Regions from separate parts of the Mus musculus genome. Here region 2 is linked to region 1. A link is a contact called in public promoter capture Hi-C data. All regions are on one chromosome and are shown on one strand. Each heading gives the region's core, a stretch centred on a gene start, on an enhancer-like site or on the middle of the called end of the contact. The rest is flanking DNA. Distances are from core to core; before and after follow the strand shown.

Region 1 (7,152 bases), core at 2,668-5,167:
TAAGACACACAGGACAATGATGATGGAGACCTGCACTTCCTCCATGAGTCAGCCGAGAAATAATTCTTCATTCCCTGTCATAGTTTGTTTTCAGTTGCTGTGATGAACACCATGCGTAAAAGCAGCTAGGTCTCTGTGTAGCCCTGGTCAGCTCATAGTCAGTCACCAAGAGAAGTCAGGACAGGAACTCAAGGCAGGATCTCAGAGGCAGGAACTGAAGCAGAGGCCATAGAAGGATGCTGCTTACTGGCTTGTTCAGCCTGCTTTTTTTTTTTTTTTTTTTTTGGTTTTTCGAGACAGGGTTTCTCTGTGTAGCCCTGGCTGTCCTGGAACTCACTCTGTAGACCAGCAGGCTGGCCTCGGACTCAGAAATCCGCCTGCCTCTGCCTCCTGAGTGCTGGGATTAAAGGCGTGGGCTACCATGCCCGGCTCAGTCTGCTTTTTAATTCAACCCAGGACCACCTGCCCAGGGGTGGTAACACCACCCACAGTGGGCTGGGCCTTCTCACATCAATCACTAATCAAGAAAATACTTCAGGGACACGCGTATAAGGCCAATCTGATCGAGGTGTTTTTTCTCAGTTGAGTATCGGGTCTTCCCAAATATAGCCAGGTTTTTCGTCAGGTTGACAGAAACCAACCTGCATGCTCCTCAAACCGTCACACAGGAGGCAGTCACAGCCCAGCTAGTGGGCAGGTGCCAAGGCATCTGGACACAAGAGGCTAGAGAGCTATTTACCAAGAGCTGGGTGAATGAATCACTGTACCAGGACGTTTGTCACCACCACACCCTGGAATCTGCAGCAAAGGATGAAAACAGGCAGCCATTATTACCAGGCTCTTCCAGCCCCTCCTCTGGACTGCCTGCCACATCACCCACCTAAAATTCCCAGTGATCATTTTGGATTTAACCCTTCCTGGGGCGGTGGTTGGCAATTTAGGATAGCAGTGATTAGGGTCCCTTTGCTTGTCTGGCTCTTCTCCCCTCCCCCAGCACGGATGAGGAAGCTACTGGCTGGCCTCTACAGATCTGCATTCCTGATGGACCGGAGCTGCCTGGCCGCTGCTTGAGGAGAGGCCCGGGAGCCTTCCTGCTCCCAGCCACGCTTTGGTGCCTTTGCAGGACGACGGCTGCCCTGCCTGTCCAGTCTAACCTGCCCAGCACCTTGTCTGTGTGCTCAGGGTTGACTGAAACTCTCTTCCTCTTTCAGTTGGAACCAGGAGTGGGCGGGGCAGGTGGACCCAGGAGTGGGCGGGGCAGGTGGGAAGAAGTGCAGTTCTTTCACTCCGCCCTGACCTCGGGAGGTATTTACAAACATTCCCAATGGCCCTTTATGGTTGCAGACCTGCCTCTGGGATAGCCAGCTGCCTGGGAGTGGTGGTGCTGTTAGTTGGTGGGCGGCCAGAACCTTCTCAACTGTCTGTCTTGTAGCCTTTGTCACTGTGCCCGTGTATCCCTAGTCAGGTTACAGTGTTGTCAAAGCAGACAGATTCTCACTCAGTCACTGAGTCTTAAAGACAGTGTGACGCCCCCCCCCCCCCCAAAAAAAAAAGAGGAAACAGCCATCTTGTAGGTCCATATCTGGCTGGAAAACACCTTGTTCCTTCTTTATTGACATGTCTGATATCCTCCCCCCGCCCCGCCCCCATCAGTCACCACCCCCATCACTGCTAAGCCCAGCCCCAGGCATCTCAGCGAACCCCAACTGAGAGTCAAAAATATAAAATAAAAAAAGGCCCTGGTGTGTGCTGGTGATGAAGTGGCACTGCCCTCTTCCACCCTGCCATCTCTCTTAGCCAGAGTCTCTGCCTGACAGAAACCCAAACACATGAGGTCACGCACGCTCGTGGTTCTTTCTCGCCCCACCTCCCTCCCTTTATCCCTTCCACGAGAGAAGAGATGCTACCTCTTGCTCATCCAGCTTGGGGTCAATCCTTGCTTGCTTCTCGTGGAAGCAGCACAGAAAATGTGAGTCTGGGCAACATGACCCATGTCTGTAATCCCAGCCCCCAGAGGACAGAGACAGGACAAAGAGACCTTTGAGATCAGCTTGTTCTCTCTCTGTGTGTGTACAAATAGTAAAAATAAATATTTATAAATTTTCAAATTTTATGTATATGGGTGTTTTGCTTGCAGAGGCTAGAAGAGGCTGTCAGATCCTCTGGAGCTATAGTTATGAGCCACCATGTGTGTGCTGGGAATAGAACCTGGGTCATCTGGAAGAGCAACAAGTGCTCTTAACTGCTAAGCTATCTCTCCAACCCCTGTATATATATATATATATAAGTGAGTGTGGAGGGAATCAGAGCTGTAAACTTCCAAAGCCAATTTGGACCCCAGATGTAGAGTTCATCTAGTAGGGCCCATTGGACAAGCAGGACAGCCAGCTGAGTATAGACAGCAAGGATGGGTAAAGTGAAGGCAGATGGGACAGAGAGCAGACAGTCCCCAGGGGGAAATGAAGGCAAATGGCTGTCACTGGCATGCTCTTCACAGGCACCACCACCTCCCAACTGGGCTCAGTTTAAGGATGCCACTGCTCATAGCCTTCCAGTGAGCTTTCTAGCTCGCCAGGTCTAACACTGATGTATAACTCCAAATCCTGGTGTTCATAATCTGTATGACCCAGCCACCTTGGCAGTCCTATTTTCTCCCCCCCCCCCCCCCCCCGCAAGACTGAGAAGCAGGGAGTTAAACAAGTCACCTGTCTTTCAGGCAGCTATGTCAAGTGGAAATCTGTGACAAGCAGTGAGGTAGATAAGGGACAGCTGGGGCCCCAGGGAGAGAAACTCTCTAGGCTGCAGGTTTGTTTACCCAGAAGTCAAGGAAAACAAAGGGGTGGGACCCAAAAAAGGAATGCCTTCAAGAGTCTAAGTGAGAAGTACCGCAGCTGGCGGTAATTCAACACTGCAGGGGTTCCAGAAGTCGGGAAAGCAGTAGGCTGGTCGACCAGAGGGAGCTCAGTGGAGAGGGAGGGGTGTGTGTGTGTGTCTGGAAACCTTTAAAGTGTTGTAGCGCGGGAGGTGTCCTCAGTTCTAGCATGGGAGCCAGGGCACCAGGGCTCTATCCCCAGCTTTAATGTAAGAACTCGGACGTGTCACATCTTTCCTGAACCTTAAGGCTTTCAAAGTTACATTTCCACTCTGAATAACTCACCATCGGAGATTTCAGCCTTTGAAGGATGACCCGAAACACTCAGGGAAGTCACCAATCTGCTAGACACTGACTGGGAACAAGAAAACCGAGTGGGAGGCCAGAGATGGAGCCCAGAGAGGACGCAAGAGGCTTACGTAGGAAGAAATGGGGAACCGAGGGGTTCGGTTTGGCAACCCCGTTTCCAGTTCCCCCTTCTTGCTCTTCCTAACCTAGCCTCACCCTATGTGGTAAGGGCAGAGTAGCACAGGCTAGTCCCTCACCTACCCTCCGCTTCCCCGACACAGTCTCTCACAACATCCCTGGCTCCCCGCCTTCCTCCAGAGCAGTACCCAGGGGACCAGAGCAGGAGAAGCATCCCTGGAGTGGTGTGGTATAACCCAAGCATAGCTACCACTTTCGGAGCCCTTCCCATAGGCATGCAACTATGCTATAAACTTAAATGTATTACTTTCTTTACAGCAATCCAAGGGGTGACTGTCGCCTCGTTTTACGCAAGAAGAAACTGAGGCAAAGTCTCACATCTGCTGCTAGGCGGATCAGGCTTGCTCCTGTTCCCTCATACGGACTCAGACAACTGGGGACCACTTAGTGCATCATTACTTCTCTGATCCAAAACTCTTCAGGCTGCGCCAGCCCACGTGACCTTTAGGTCCCCGCCTTCTCCGCGAGGCCCGCCCCCAGGGCAGGTGGCGCGCGGGCGCAGGGGGCGTGGTGGGGGCGTGGCCGGAAGCATTAAAGCGGCTCGGGAGCCCGGTGGGCGGTCCAGACCGAGGACAGCGGCTACCTTCTGGCTTCCTAGCCTGGTGCCGCGTCTGCCACCATGTCCCTGGCGGCCTCAGCGGGCCGGGGCCCGGGGACCATGTGGTCCCCTACCCACGTGCAGGTGACGGTGCTACAGGCGCGGGGCTTGCGGGCCAAGGGACCCGGGGGCACGAGCGACGCGTACGCGGTGATCCAGGTGGGCAAGGAGAAGTACGCCACGTCGGTGTCGGAGCGCAGCCTGGGCGCGCCCGTGTGGCGCGAGGAAGCCACCTTCGAGCTGCCTCCGCTGCTGTCCTCCGGGGCCGCGCCGGCCGCCGCCGCCACCCTGCAGCTCACCGTCCTGCACCGCGCGTTGCTCGGTCTCGATAAGTTCCTGGGCCGCGCCGAGGTGGACCTGCGGGAGCTGCACCGGGACCAGGGCCGCAGGAAGAAGCAGTGAGTGGCTGCAGGGCGCGGGGAGTCCAGGGGAGGAAGGACGCTCGGGCAGTGCACCTTGGGGGCGAGAGTGGCAGCTACCGCGCTATGGGAGGATGGCCCTTGGCTCCCCCTCGCCCGCAGGCTCACCTAACCCAGCTTCTCTTCGGGCTGTCAGTTTCCAGCTTTCCCAGTTATGGGGGCTTTTGGAAGATAGGAGAACCTTTGAATCCTCAGGGCGCCCTTAGACCGCACAGCACACTAAGCACTAGATGAAGTTTTGGTGAACTGAAATAATATGCAGGTAGGAGAATTCCTATTAGGTGGGGTATCCGCTTTATCTTGCATGGACGCTCCCCTGAGTATTTTGTTGAACTTGAGAGGCTTTGAGCTGAGAACCCTTGGGCCAGGGAGGGTAGCTATTTGGAGTGAAAGCCTAGGGCCCCCAGAGCTGGACGATCCTGGGAGGACAAGAGTGGGGGAAAAAAACCACCAGCCTGGTGATTGCTGATTCTCATGCCCATCTGATTCGACCCCTCGGAATGAACGCTAGAACAGTTTGTTGTTTGTCTGGGATCTGAATTAGTGGTCGATGATTGTTCCAAGATCTGTTACTGACTCAGTAGAAGTGAGTAGAATAGGTTGTTGCTCTTTGGAGTTTGGTAAATTCTGTCTGGTTCTAATTCCTGGTACCGTGGCTACTCACTAGCCTACCTGTGGCCCCTTAATTGAAGGTTCTGACAGGACATCCTAATTTTGCAGAAAAAGTTAGGCAAACTCCAGTTCACGTTAAAGTCTTTTGTTTGTTTGTTTGTTTGTTTGTTTGTTTGTTTCGAGACAGGGTTTCCCTGTGTAGCCCTGGCTGTCCTGGAACTCCCTCTGTAGACCAGGCTGACCTTGAACTCAGAAATCCGCCTGCCTCTGCCTCCTGAGTGCTGGGATTAAAGGCGTGTGCCACCACGCCCGGCCACTTGAAAGTCTTCAGATTATTTTACTTTATTTTATTTTGTTCACTGGTGTTTGCAAAGGGCACTTTAACCAATGGAACCTTTGATTACGGTTATCTCGTGTACCAAAGAGCTTGGATTAGCCTAACTGGGTACTTTGCTTGACCTTATAGATGCCAGCTCTGTTAACAACCAAACCCCCCTGGGCCGAAAAACATATCCTTATGTTCCTTCCTGGTACTTCAGGTACACTGGGCCTTTTAACTTTGTCTTGGGATGGGGCAGGATTCAGAGGAGCTGAATTTTCCAGGCTAGGGTAGGATCTGTTTCAGCAAGCAATGTTTAGAATTGAAATACCTGATGTCGTTTTTGTGGCCACCGATGAATAGGCATTTCTGAACACAGCGTCTTACAAGCCAGACTGTATCTGCGGAAGGGAAGCCGAAGTTAACTTTATTTCCTCTCTGGATTCAATGCCATTTGCAGGGCTTGACTGCCAGCTCTTCATCTCGCCCCATTCCAAGATGGATGTTCACGTCTCTTGTTTAACTGTTTCTTATATGACTATTTCATTCCCCTTGCAAGATAGATTGCATCTCCATGCTGGAGATGGGGGTTTCCCAGTCCTAGGTCTGACGTCCACTAGCCCCTGACTCATAGCTGGGCTCCTCTGGCTCCAAACACCCCAGTTTCCCTATTTATAAATGGAGCATGCTGCTACCCTTAATTGGTGTTTGTAAAGAGTTGCTGCTTCCTGGATTAATGAAGCCAGGGGAAAGGTTCAAAAGGTCCTGCGCTGCTGTGTGAGGGATGAAAACCTCCTTAAGCTCTCTTTCTTCTCTGTATCCCTCTTCCTCATTTTCTCTAAGGTAACCCTACACCTACATGGCCACTCCTGTTTCTGTCACATGAGCTGCTTACCACTCAGTCACAATATTGACTGGCAGTAAGACTGTGTAAGTCTTACAGTATTGACTAAGTACAGTATTGACTAAGTAAGACTGGGCTTACCGGGTGGGTTTTTATAACTGACATCAGATGTCTTTGCTTTGCAAAAAGTAGGTGAAATCTCAAAGTTTCCGACGACTAGGAAGCTAGGGGCTTTCCCAGCTGCTGGGGGAACCCATTCAAACCAAGCCTATTGGATGCCCTTGTGTAACTCCAAGGTGCCCCGGGTAGCTGAGGTGAAGAACACAGGAGAGCTATTAAGTTTTAGCAGAAAGAAACAGGTTTGGCTAGAAAGTCGATTTGAATTAGTTATTAATGGTTTGATTCCACCTTAACGTGTTAGAAATCAGAAACAAAAGCTAAAATCTTGGTCTGCTGTGTTTTTGTGTGTGTCTGACACAACAGTTGCTGGACAGAGGGTGATTTTTCTTAGAGTTTCAGACACTTAAATTTGAGGTCCATTATCACATTAAGAGCCAGCTTCTTAATTGTTCTCTTGATAAGCCCTATATAGCAAGATTTATTTGCAGACAAGGGAACATGCTTTTTATCATGACTCTGAAGTTGCTGACCTCAAATTTAGTGTAATGACACACTTTGAAAGCACCAAGCAGCCTAATATATAGGACAGCCTGCTATATGGGCAGGATCCATTTAATAGCATGGAAGATGTGGCCTTCAGTTAGGAAAAATTAGACAGGAATGAATATTACTCTTTTTTTTATCTGTTAAAGACCTGAGGCTTGCGTGGGTGTTGGTTAAATAGTAGTCAGTTAGTACTGAGACAATAGACGATGGCAGACATGAATCAGAAGTATCTCAGGTAAGCAACATGCGGGACCCTCAGCCCAGCTTTCTAGTCTCATGTAGCAGATTGGTTTCAAACAAAACCAGACAACCCTTCTTAAGATGCTAAGAGTTACA
Region 2 (7,152 bases), core at 1,420-3,919, 4.0 Mb before region 1:
ATAAACAAGATTCACGGATGCTATCTGACCAAGGATGTTGTGAGAAGTCACAACAATACAAAGAAAACTAACTGGGCCCAGTGTTGCACCCCTGTAATCTGAAGTATGTGTATTTGAGGAAGGTGAAGTAAGAGGATCTCTCCCAGTCAAGGCCAACATGGATTACATAGGAAGTACAAAGCCAGCCTATAATCATGTCTTAGTAGAAAAAGAAGGAGGGACTAGTTTAAAAGCCTTTTAACTCTAGGTTTATTTCACCTCATCATTCTGTAGCCAGAGGACTGGGGATCTAGCTCAGTTGGTAAGGTGCTTGTCTAACATGAACAAAACCCTGGGCTCCATCCGCAGCAGTTGCATACACCAGGCATGGTGAGACACTTGCCTGTAAGCCCAGCACCTGGAAGCAGGATCAGAGATTCAGGGCCAACATCCTTGGCTACACGAAACGCTGCCTGACAGGGCCAGAGAGAAGGCTCGGTGGTCAAGAGCACTTGCTGTTTCTCCACAGGACCCATATTTAGATCCAAGATATGTCAGGTAGCTGTCATATGTAAGTCTTGCTCCAGGGAATAAGACACCTCTGGCCTCCTCAGGCACCTGCAATCTCATGCAGACACACACCTACATATAATTAAAATTAATAAAATCCTTTTTTAAAAAGAAGTGTTCTTTTCTTCTTCTTTTTAAAAAAAGATTTATTTATTTTATGTATATTAATAAACTGTAGCTGTCTTCAGACACACCAGAAGAGGGCATCAGATACCATTACAGATGGTTGTGAGCCACCATGTGGGTGATAGGAATTGAACTCAGGACCTCTGGAAGGGCAGTCGGTGCTCTTAACCACTGAACCCTCTCTCCAGCCCAATAAAATCTTTTTAAAACAACCTGCCTTGGGCAGGTGTGGTAACACCCACAGAGATCAGAGGCAGAAAAACCTCTGTTAGTTCCATGCCAGCCTGGTCTACGTAAAAGTTCCAGGCCAGCCAAGGGTACACAGTGAGACCATATCTCAAAATAAGTGAATAAAATATAAATAGATAAAATTAAGACCTAGCTGAAAAACAAAACAAAACGCTGATAGCAATCTAGTTCAGACCACGTACTACAAATCGTTTTCAGTTTCATCCCAATTATTATTCCTTATAATCACTTTATCCAATAATTATGAACAAGTTAGAAGTCCCTGTATTTAAATTCATGCTGAAAGACTGGGTCTTCTCCAAATACCCATGGGTACTTAGCATAAGATACTCGATTCCATATAAATGGGACAGAATCTTCCATATCTATTGTCAGAATTTCCAGTTTTCCAAGGCAGTCATTTGGTGGAGAAAATGGAATTTGATGACTTCAGTTCTAATCTTGAATTTGCTGCTATATGATTTCCTCGTCTCTAGTAAGCCACAACCGTTCCGGTCCTTAAGAAATCTATTATCTCAGCACCCCTATCTGTCTGATAATAGTGAAAAGAGCATTACTCACTTATTCAAATGGGGCTTAAGAAGCCCCAAGACCACAGCAAATCTCCCTCGATCGTCTTCATTTTCTCCGCATAGGAATCCTGCCACAGAACTGCACTCAGTAACTCTAAGCAATAAAGACAGCACCTCACCAGCAACATGCTGAGATGCTGGACTGGTCCATGGCTGCTTCAATCTGTGAGTGATGGCAAAAATATACACGGGTCCTGACATGTGACGGAGGCCTGTCTTCCACGCAGGGCAGTCGGGAGAACTCTTGGCAGCTTCAACCTTCCCCAACAGCTTTAGAAACAGTGAGCCAACTTCAGTCGCCTTCTCGGGCACTTCGGGATGCTCTTCGACCCCATCTGCCTTCTCCTCGGGTGCTGCGAACTTCTCCAGGGCTCTCACCACCTGCCCCAGGATCTCGGGCATCCCCCGGAGGGATCCCCCACTCCCACTCCCCTCAAAGAATCTGTCACCTTCGGCGGCTTCTATTAAAGCGCCGAGGTCTTTAAGAGCCGCATTTCTTGCGCCGCCCTGTCCTGATGACTTTGGGCGGCTGAGACGGTTCAGAATCTTGGAGAAGGCTGGTTCGAGGGCCGGGGGAGAGCCCTCTGCAGGCAGGGAGCAGCCGACCCCCGACTTCTCTTCGGCACTGTCCAGCTTCATTCCTAGTCGCACCGGAGGGGCTGGGCTCGCCCCCCCCGCCCCCCCCGGGGGGGGACAGAGACCAAATGGGGATGGTGTCTGGAGTCTCGGAGGGAAGGTCGTCCGGGGCTCGGTGTCCCCCAACGAACAGAACTAAAACCAGGCACAGCTAAAAGGCGAGATGTCTCACTGTCTTGACGCAAGGATCGAGTGTCAATCCACCCAGTAAAGTGGCTGTAAGAAGAGAGCCTCAAGCCGGGCAGTGGTGGCGCACGCTTCAGGAGGCAGAGGCAGGCAGATTTCTGAGTTCGAGGCCAGCCTGGTCTACAGAGTGAGTTCCAGGACAGCCAGGGATACACAGAGAAACCCTGTCTCGAAAAAAAAATAGGAGAGCCTCAAGCTCCTAACACGTAGCGAAATTTGTCTTTCCGAAAACTCAAAAAAGAAAAAAAAAACAGTTAATTTTAAAGACAAACTACTGAACCGTGACACCAAAAAGGCTCCCGAAACCAAGCGCTCTTCCAGTACGGTAGCTGTATTCCGCAACTTCCGGCCCTGGAGAGCATTGTAGCCGTAAAGCAAAACTAACTTCCGCCAGCGGAGCCGCAACGCTTCTTTTTACGACTCGCGACCAGAAAGCAACAAACAGTCCGTCAGAGAAGGAAGGGGTAAAAGGTGGAGCATGAAGGATATATTTGCATAACTAAGCGTTCGCTCATTAAGTTTGTTCCTGATTTCATCTGCTAGGCTAGAAACAAGAGAATTCTCGCAAAATCCTAGTAACAGTTTGAAATTGTACTAGATTTTGTGTGCAAAAGCTAAATAGAGCGGCAGCATATTAGTCACCCTCTTTGAAAAACTGGTGAGACTTACTCGATACTTCGCAAGCTAACAGTAAGGCCGATCCTTTCTGGTTCATAAAGCGTGATGATTGGGTGTTCACGCCATTGCGTGACATGTGCCGCCCATAAACCTTGTTACGACGTGGGCACATTACCCGTCTGACATGAACTTAGGAGGATCCTCCACTTCTGGTTCTTGTGTAGATTAGAGTTATGCCCTGTTTTTTACTTCTTGGTTCAGTCAGGTAGGATTACTGGTTAGGTAGTGGAAAGTGTCCAGGGTACCTGGGACTAATACATTATTACTAAAGTACATTCCATTCCTAAGAGAAACTGAAAGTGACAGAGTTATGCTTCTTACAAGTCGCTCTGGTACAATTCACTTCTTTCTAAGAAAAATTGTTTTATTAAGTTATTACTCTGATGTGTATAAATGCTTTGTTCACATGCGTATATGTGTACCTGGTGCCCCCCCTGGTCCCCGCGGAAGCCAGAAAACAGTGTCCAGTTCTCTGAACTTGAATTTCTGGAGTTTGTTAGCCATGGCATGTTCTTAACTGAACCATCTTTCCACTCCAAGACATGCTCTTCTTAGTGTTACACTATTTGCCACTACACTACCAGTGATGCCTGTGTGGCTTTTTTTCCCCCCTTCACTTCTCTGTGTGACCTCTTGCAAACGGCAATAGCTCAGATCTCTATGTCTTAATTTCTGTATTGGGGAAACAAATGTAGATAATTACTGGTCCCCATCTCTTAGGACTGTTGGGACAATTTTTAATGTACATAAATGCCGGGAACAATATCTGATCAGCATAAAGTTCATAGAGGTGTTAGTTCCCATTGTTATGCAACAGCACCAACATTAATTTACATTTCTTCTTTCCAAGAAAATCTGGTGATTAGAATTCTAACTCGGAACCTCTTTCTTCTGGCTTTTCCCACTCTGACCAATTGGTGGCACTCTGATCAATCACTGCTAACCACTTCCAAGAGAAACCTTCCCTTAACAAAAGCAGCTTGAGGCCAGTCAATAAGAGGTTATTGTGTCTGTACTGTGTGGGACGTTTCTTTTCTGTAGCATGTGCCCTTTGTGTCCAGTGGATCCAGACGCCTTTCAGACTTGAGGAGTGCTCTGTATTGTTGAGATCTCTCGCTGGGTTTCCCAAAGCCCGAGCCAGCCATGCCTTTACTTCTATCTAGTGCCTGGCACAATTTAGTCAAGGCAACAAATGTATCCTGAATGCCCATGTCCACGCACAGAGGACAGGCTGGATTGACCACCCACACAATGCAGCTACATGGAGCTGCGTCCACACAATGCAGCTTGGTGCAGCTGCAGTGAGGGAGAAAAAGCAGTCTCTGTGTAACACCATGGAACTCTGGGAATATAGATAGGTGGAAGGAGCAGAGGGGAGGAAGGGTAGATAGATGCTCTCTTGTAAGAAAGAAGGAAAGATAGAGAGTAAGATATATGCATTTCCTTGTGTGTTAAAGTAGAAATGGAAGGTAAATAACATGTATAAACAATTATGTGTCAGGAAATAACAGAATGAAGGAATAGAAGCAAGATCTCTCTATGTGTACTTTTATCGCTTTAACTCGGAAATCATGTGAAACCCTTACATAATTATTTTTAAGAGAAAATCAGGTGTGGTAGCGCATGACTATAATACCAACTTGAAGGAGGCTAAAGCAGGAAGATCCAGGCCAGCCTGGGCTAAACAGTAACATGGCTCAGTTGGGAGTGTGTTTGCACAGGCAATGGACTAGAACCTCCAGCAGGACAGGAGACTGGGGATAGGGTATGTGCCTGTACACCTAGCACTGGTGAGGTCAAGGCAGCAGGGTCAGAAGTACAAGGCTAGTCGGGTCACATGAGACTCAAAATAAATAAAGAATGAATAAGTGAATGAATTGTCAAGTCGCATTCCCTAGAGTGGCACTGAAAATGCTTGGCCAAGGATTTGGGGAGACGGTACGCAATGCCGCCCCGCATGAGGCGGTGCAGCTGCTGCAGGACAGTCTGACAGTTTCTCTGCAAAGTAAACAGGGTCAACACAGAGCTGAACCAGATTTAACAACTGTCTTCATTGATGTATAGCCAAGAGGACTAAATTCTTGTACCAGTACGAAAACTTGAACATGGATGTTCACAGCCACAATCTTCTTAGGCAGTGGGATCAGTTCACAGAAAAAGAGATAAATGCTATCTGTAGCTTACATTACCCTAATGACCATATCAAAGGGGGTCCCTGAGGTGGGCCTGTTGGGAGATACCAAAACTGTGAGCTATGCAGGTTTTGCCTACCAGTCATGCATTACCGAGACAAATACTTGAGACTATTCCTAAAAAGAGGGAAAGATTAGTTTGGCTTGTGGTCTCAGGTGTTCCCTGTCTTTGTGCTGGTGGTAACACAGTAGATCACGGTGGGGGAAAAGAAACAGAAAATGCTGCATCTGGGAAGAAAGTCAAAGACAGACAGACAGACAAACAGACAGACAAACACACACACACACACGGGGAGGGGGCAGAGTGAGAGGAACAGGGGATTTGACTAGGACCAGATTTCTAGTGTCTCCTTTGAACACAGCCCTCTGTTGATGTAAATCCTTTACTTTTGGCCTTACTTCTAAAGCTTCTACCATGTTGTTGTGGTGCCACAAGTAGAGTCTAAGCCTTTAACATATGGGCCTTTGGGGTTAGAGTTCATATCCAAACAAGCCTATGACGTAAGTGACCATACTGCTGTGGAATCCTTGGATGATGGGCCACAGGCCCAATGTTCTAGAAGCTGTGAAGCAAACCCCTTTTCTTCATCAGTTAACTACCCAGATATCTTGTTATGATAACAAAAGCTAGCACAGTGAAGGAAGGGTGAAAGAAACACACGATGGGAGTTTACTTAGATATAATTAATGAAAGATCTTGGTTTCTTCCATGCTGTTTGGTGAGAGTGCTTGGTGCTGGGAATTGAATGTGTGCTGAGTTTACCCATGCTGAGCACATACTGAACAACACCCTCAGCTATAAGTGACATTCTGATGCATATGACACAATGGAAGAACCTTCAAGGCAAAATAAATAAACCAGTGACAAAGGCACATGCTATATGATTCTACTGACACGAAATACCCAGAATATGCATACCAATCAAGGCATGACATGGACCAGTGGTTGCTAGGAGATGGGAGAAGGAAACGGAGGATGGCTGATAATTAAGGAGTTTTCTTTCAGGATGCTAAAAAAGTTGTGGATGTGATAGTGATTGCCCAATCCTGCAAAAAATTTAGTGAATATGGAATGGAATATGATGGTTTGTATATTAAATTTTAGTTTAAAAGTGGTAATGGACCATTGAGACATCTTCTTAGGTGTGGAACATGATGGAACCCCCCGTAACAGTGGGAAGAGAATCAAGTAGTTACAGGTAACAGTATGAGCCTGGACCACAAGGTAAATAAGTAGCTTCCAGCTCATACAGCAAGAACCCAAGATGAAGCTCCTCGGTGGAACATTCTCCGACCCTTTCTTTTTTCAGAGATGTGGTGCTAAATCAAGTAACCTTGCTAAACGGTGCTTGAACAATGCCCAAGGTAATAAGGGGCCTCGTGTATAAGACAGTACTTTAAGAATATATCAGGGCTGGGTTTGTGCAGATTCATGCACAGGTCAACACTACAACCCAGACTTACAGCATAGGTGGACCTAGAGGGAAGAGTGGATAGTGTCAATAAAGGGAAGGAGGACTGAGAAGAAGATGGAGACAAACAAGCCAGGAAAAGTATGAACTCACGTCTTACAAGTCACATATATGACTGTACTGGCTAATTTTGTGTCAACTTGACAGAAGTTGGAGTTATCACAGAGAAAGGAGCTTTAGTTGGGGAAATGCCTCCATGAGATCCAGCTGTGGGGCATTTTCTCAATTAGTGATCAAGTGGGGAGGGCCCCTTGTGAGTGGTACCATCTCTGGGCTGGTAGTCTTGGGTTCTATAAGAGAGCAGGCTGAGCAAGCCAGGGGAAGCAAGCCAATAAAGAACATCCCTCCATGGCCTCTGCATCAGCTCCTGCTTCCTGACCTGTTTGAGTTCCAGTCCTGACTTCCTTTGGTGATGAACAGCAATGTGGAAGAATAAGCTGAATAAACCCTTTCCGCCCCAAGTGCTTCTTGGTCATGATGTTTGTGCAGGAA

What was found. Promoter capture Hi-C pulls out the DNA fragments that hold promoters and counts their contacts.
Region 2: a contact with region 1 is called in a promoter capture Hi-C map of second pharyngeal arch cranial neural crest. The contact joins the promoter of Tti2 here to the promoter of Rab11fip1 in region 1. A contact is called at or near these places in 2 of 39 promoter capture datasets (cranial neural crest and second pharyngeal arch cranial neural crest).

What each region holds. Positions count from the first base shown.
Region 1 is chr8:27,171,411-27,178,562 of GRCm38.p6, reverse strand. Rab11fip1 (RAB11 family interacting protein 1 (class I)) reads left to right here and starts at 3,917. Exons shown (of 6, transcript NM_001080813.2): 1 at 3,917-4,354. The coding sequence starts at 3,978.
Region 2 is chr8:31,145,833-31,152,984 of GRCm38.p6, reverse strand. It overlaps Tti2 (TELO2 interacting protein 2), which reads right to left and starts at 2,669. Exons shown (of 7, transcript NM_144927.3): 1 at 1,486-2,669. The coding sequence starts at 2,135. Snord13 (small nucleolar RNA, C/D box 13) reads left to right here and starts at 3,027; the gene lies at 3,027-3,124.